2 separate regions of the Sminthopsis crassicaudata genome follow, and region 1 is linked to region 2. The links are chromatin contacts, called in public Hi-C maps. All regions are on one chromosome and are shown on one strand. Each heading gives the region's core, a stretch centred on a gene start, on an enhancer-like site or on the middle of the called end of the contact. The rest is flanking DNA. Distances are from core to core; before and after follow the strand shown.

The links. Hi-C and Micro-C count contacts between places; a contact is called where the count stands out from the background.
Region 1: a Hi-C map of hippocampus shows a contact between it and region 2, with 2.1 times the contacts expected there. The contact joins the promoter of BTBD10 here to the promoter of BMAL1 in region 2. A contact is called at or near these places in 2 of 2 Hi-C or Micro-C datasets (fibroblasts and hippocampus).

The regions. Positions count from the first base shown.
Region 1 is chr6:208,600,121-208,602,897 of ASM4859323v1, forward strand. BTBD10 (BTB domain containing 10) reads right to left here and starts at 1,368. Exons shown (of 10, transcript XM_074273151.1): 1 at 725-1,368.
Region 2 is chr6:208,421,474-208,424,348 of ASM4859323v1, forward strand. It overlaps BMAL1 (basic helix-loop-helix ARNT like 1), which reads left to right and starts at 1,328. Exons shown (of 20, transcript XM_074273141.1): 1 at 1,328-1,514.

The DNA of each region.
Region 1 (2,777 bases), core at 118-2,617, 180 kb after region 2:
CAGTTTCCCCATCTGTAAAATGAGCTGGAAAGAGAAATGACAAACTGCCCCGAAAATCTCAATGGGGTCACCGAGAGCCGGACCCAAGAGAACGCGACACACGTGCATCCCAGTTACAGGAATAATAGGACTCCGCGAGAGCCACCCCCCCCCCCAACAAACCCGCTCACGCTCCCGACCCCGGGAGAGCGCCGGCGGGGGTGCCGGAGCCCACAGCCGGCGCTCACACCTGCTACCGCGAGGCGGACGCGTCCACACCCAGCCCGGGTCCCACGGCGCCTCCGGGTGCCGCGAGCGGCACCAAGGGATGGACGAGGCGCCGGACGGCTCCAAGGAGGGCGGGGGAGCCCCACGTGAGGTTGCTGTCACTGAACCCAACAGGGCGGCCGTGGGCAGGTTTCACATCCGCGGGTTCCCCGGGAGCCCTTCCCCCTCCCCGGGCCGCGCCCCCATTGTGATGCCAACCGGCTCTTCTCCCCGCCGACGTGAGAATGACTGCGGGGGGGAGGGGTCGGGGCGTGGAGAAGGAACACGAGTGGGTCTGTCTGAAGAGAAGACGAGAAGCTTGGGTTCCCCCAGCCGCCCAGCAAGGGGGAAGACCGGGGACCCCAGGCCGTCCCCACAACGTCTGCCCCCACCCCGCCCCCAGTCTCCCGGGTCCATACTGCGGCACCGCCCCTCAGGTGCTCCCTCCCTCCCGACCCAGCCCGCCGCGCTCCCCTACCTGCAGGAGGCCCGGACGCGTCGGCGGGGGTCGGGGGGCCGCGGGCGGGCAGCGGCAGTGGGAGCGGCGCCTCCTAGCTCGCAGCCCGGGGAATCGCCCCTCCTCAGCCGGCGCGGCCGCGGCGGCCACTGCTGAGGCAGGAGCTGCCAGGGCCAGCCCAGGAGATTGCAGGCCGGCTCCGCTTCCTCCTCTCGCGAGAGCCTGTGGGCCAGAAAAAGCCAGGGCTGCCGCGCTCTCGCGAGAGGCCTCGGCACCGGAGCCGTAGCGGGAGGAGTGGCGGGAGGGAGGCCGTTGCTGAGGGGCGGGACCCCTGGGCGGGGCCTGTCCTTAAACGACGCCGCCCCGCCCCGCTCCGAGTCAGCTGGCCAGTGACGCTCCGTGGGGCCTCTAGAGGCTCGCGTGCTCTCAGGTCACAGTTGAGTTTCCGGGGTGGGGGTGACCCCCAAGGTTTCCTCTGTCCCGCATCTCGCTTCGAGAAGCCCACAGCTTCCCAAAGCCATGGACCCTCGCGTGGAGGCCATAGTGGCTCTGATCGAGCTCGTGCGCAGACTGGGCGTGGGCCACGGCCCGGCCAAGGGAGAGCGGGACGACCTCCTCGGGGGAGGAGGGGACCTCCGGGGCAAGACGCCCGACTGCAAGGCCCCGGGTGACCACCCCGGCAGGCCGGCGCCGCGTGCCAGGGCTCCCGCGGCCGGCGGGTCCTTGCTAGTCCGAGACCTCGGCGCCCCGGACGGCGCCGCCCGGGTCCAGGAAGCGGCGCTCCGCCTGCAGAGCCTCCCGAGCCGCGATCCCCGCCGCGTCGAATGGGAGCCGCCGCGAGTGGGTCCCAGGACCGCCCCGGCCGGCGCCCCGTCGCTCCGGGACCACATCGAAAAGCTGGTGAAGAACCAGTGCGCCCTGCACGAGTCTCAGAAGTCCCTGCAGCTGGCCATCAAGGACCTGTCCGGCAAGGTGGACGTGCTAGCCAGGACAATTCCATGCGCGCTGGACTCCATCACCAACACCCAGACCAACCTGGGCAAGAACCTGAGCTACCTCGGGAGGCAGCTGTCCTCCATGGAGTCGGCCCTGGATCGCTTTCAGGCCAGGACGAGCCCCGCGGCCAAGCCGGACGTGGCCTCGGCCCCCGGGCCCGATCGGGCCGACCTCTACCCTCTGCGGGACGGCGCCGGGGGCGGCTTTATCTTTGATTAACGCATTAAAGTTTTAACTTTCAAAGGATAACCCGGGAGGGCTGGAGGGACTTCCTGCCCCAAGCCCAGCCAGCTTCGGGTACGGGGGCGGGGAAGGAGGGAAGTTCAGTCGGCTCCCGAAGGGTCCCTCCTCAGCTTGTGTTCTGCCCGGGGCAGGAGGAGGGGCCTCACCGTGCTCCCGAAAAAAAGTCCGAGACGTTGGATGGAGGGGGTCTCGGGCGGGGCGGGGGAGGGGGGAATCTGCGAGGACAGTCGCGTTCTGCGGTGGAAGATCTAAGTATATGGTTATCCCTCAAGAAAACCCGGAAGGAGAAAATAAATTATTGGGGAGGGCCAGATGGAGAGAGGCGAGGGGCTAAGCCTGGCCTTTCTCTTATTAAAAGCAGAAACTCTTCTACCATTAGAGTAGTGCCTCAGGGGCCCTTCTGCCTATAACTGAGAAGAGGGCAAGCCTCCAGTATGGAAATGCATGCAAGATAGACAAGCACGCACACTCCCGCACAAAAATACATGGTAAATACAAATATATCTGTAGTAGGACTGCCCTGCAGGCAAGGCTAGGGGAGTGTTACAACAAAGTGTGTGGCCTGCCCAGCGACCTCCCTGCAGCAGTGGGGGAGAGGCGGGACCCTTTCCCACTATGGCAAGCTTGAGCTTGTGGTGGTCAAAGCAGGCGCATGTATCTACCCAAGCCTGCATTTGGGGTTGTCTCTAGTGTTTTAATGTGTTTCTAAACGCAGGTCCCCGAGTAGGGAAATGAAACGGTTTCCAACCTTAAAGGGAACCTCATGAGTTCCACCCTAGAAATCCTGGTTCCCTCAGTCAGCCAAGAGGCAGCAGGTGAATGTTCTGTCAACTCT
Region 2 (2,875 bases), core at 78-2,577:
AGTGCCAGTTCCCTTTTGCTACCCCTGACATCTAAAACTCTTTCCAGTTTAGCCCTAGTCAACCTCGTCCCCTACACATATTTTTCCTTTCTACTTGTTCTTAGAAACCATAATTCCATCTTCCGCCTCCATGTCTAGGTCGGGGAGTTTCTCTGCCCCACCCTCACCTCACCAAACACTTTCTCCTCCCCTTTGCTTCTCATAATCCATAATTTTCCTGGAGATTTCTGTTTGGCATTAGGTCCTAGTCCGTTTCTTCTCCATTTTTCTTGCCCATTCTTGTTTATATCGCCGAAACCTACAAAATAAACCTTAGGAATGGATTTTTTTTAAACGTTTGTCTTTGTAGCTTTAGATCCCAGCACCGCGTTCTGCACAGGGTTTGCACCTAATCAATTTCCTGCTCTGGGAAATTAGGGGTTGGCCCGACATTCTTTCCAATTCAAAATCTATGGACCTGAAAGAATCACAAAGTGAGCGCTTAATAAGTGCTTGTGGACTCACTCTACCCCCCTCTCGGGGGAGTCGAGGACTGACAGATGCTGAATTTGCTAGAAAAGGACCGTGCTGTTTTTATAGGTCAGTTTTAATGTGTAACCTCGGAGAAGGCTCTGTAACTACTGCGTGCCTCAGTTTCCTTATCTGCACACACAACGGCTGCGGTAACCTCAAGCGCCCAGGCTTCAGGGAGCTCCCGGGAGGCAGAAAGGGTCGGTGGGCTAGAGAGCTCCCGGAGTCTGCAGGGAGAAAGCGCCGAGGGTGGCGGCCAATTCCAACGGCGGCCGCCGGGTCGGGAGACGCCGCAGCCCCGCGGCCAGCCCAAAGGAGCCGGGACCAGCTGGAATGACTCGGCATCGGACAATGCAGGGTCACCGAAAGCAACAGGTGTTCAGCCCGGAGCTGACTGAGGAATGCGGACTAGAGGGGCAGTGGGGTGGGGAGAAACATTATGGAAAAGGAAGCGTACGCGCTGATTGGAGGCTTCTCCAGGGTGTGAACTTAGGTGCGTTTGCTGATTGGTTGGGGTGAAGCGTCAGGTAGACCGCTCGGCCTTCCTGCTGCCCCGCCTCCTTAACCTCCCTCCATTGGCCAGAACCGCTCCCAAGACTCTCAATGATTGGTGAATCTGATCCTCGGAGCCGAGAGCCGATTGGCGAGTGTTGGCCGCCGAACCGGGGTCCCTCTGGGCCTTCTGATTGGCTTGCGGAGAGAGGCAGGTATCCGGGCTTCCTGGCTCCTCCATTGGAGGGAGGAGTAAGGGGGGTTGGGCCCTACGATTGGTGGGTTGGGGGCCGGGCCTGGGCCGGCGGGGAGCGGATTGGTCGGAAAGTAGGTTAGTGGTGCGACATTTAGGGAAGGCAGAAAGTAGGTCAGGGACGGAGGTGCCTGTTTACTGGAGTGGGGCTCGCAGTTGCCTCCTCCTCTGCCACCGCCGAGCTGCCGCCGCCGCCGCGGAAACTGAGGAGAGCTGGGGCCCCGGACCGCGCGCCCTCCGGGCAGCTCGCCCGCCCACGGTGAGTCCCTCCGGCTGGCCGGGTGGCGGGGAGCCGAGAGGCTCTGGGCCCCGGCTTGGGCTTCTGCTGCCCTCAGGGACCGTTGACGCCCTTAAAGGCACAGTGTCCCCGGGCCGCCGAGCACCCTCGGACGGTCTGTCCCCCTTAAAGGCACAGACCCTCTCCCCTAGAGCTCCCCCCTCCCCCGGGACAGAGAGGGCAACCTCTCTTAAAGGCGCACAGTGACCGTTCTCCCTCCGGTGGGTTGTCCCCTAGCTGGAGCGGGGGAGGGGGGAGCGGCCAGGGTTCCTGCTGTCACCTTAAGGGTGCGGAGTTCCCAATTCACTCACCAGACCCTCCCCCTTCCCTCTCCAATTCATTTCTACCTGTAATGGGGGAGGGGAGGCTGCTTCTTCTTAAAGGGACAGTCCCTCCCCAGAGAGAAATTATTGGGAAATGGGGAGCTGTGGCAGCTTGCGCGAGTGTATTTCAGGGAAGCGGGGAGATGGACGTAAGCCTCGGGTAGGTTTCGAGAAGGGGAAGGAATCCTTCTATTCTCCATCCCCTTCCCATCTTCTCTTTGAGCAATTCAATTCAATTCAATAAACATTTATTAAACGCCTGCTGAATGTCAGCCACTGCGCTGAGTGCTGGGGACATAAAAAGAGGCAGAGAATGACTTGCTCCTGTGGGGCGGGGTGGGGTGGGGAAAGGAGTGGAGATGCCAGGTAGTGGTGGGGGACGGGGCCTCCCACCCCTAGACCCCGGCAGGTGTCCGGCTTACATTGTGTTGGGGCCAATTACTGCCCCCTGCCCGAGCGTTTTGCAGGCAGGATGGCTGGATCGCCTCCCAAGCCTGAGAGAGCCATCGGGTTGGACTTCCACCCGAGATCTGCTAATTGTTTGAAATTTGGACCCGGGACGGTTTTGCCCAGAATTGTCGCGAGCAGCTCGGAGTGGAGCTGGTGCGTGTGAGCCCCTCGATCCCTGAGACGGCCTCGGTGCTCCTCGCCGAGGCCGAACGCGGAGGTTGAACTTCCAGGGTTTGACAGATGTCAGATGGAGAGAGGGAGGTTCTCGTGTTTGTCTGGTGTCAACAGCAAAACTAACCCTTGTTTGCTCAGTGAATGGGACCGAAGATAAAAATAAGACTGGCTTTCGGTGACTCTCATGACATAAGTCTTTGCTTCGGCTGAAAAGGGGAGGGATTTAAGACTGGGAAGTGTGTTTTGGGGGTGGAAAAAGTCATTGCACTTGATATGGCTTTAGTTATGTTTGTTTCTCTTTTTTAAAGTTTAGGTTGAGATAACTGACCTGAATTAAACTCGCTTGGCATGGGTCCCTGCCTACTATTTACGTTCCTCTACCTTCAAGGTTTCACC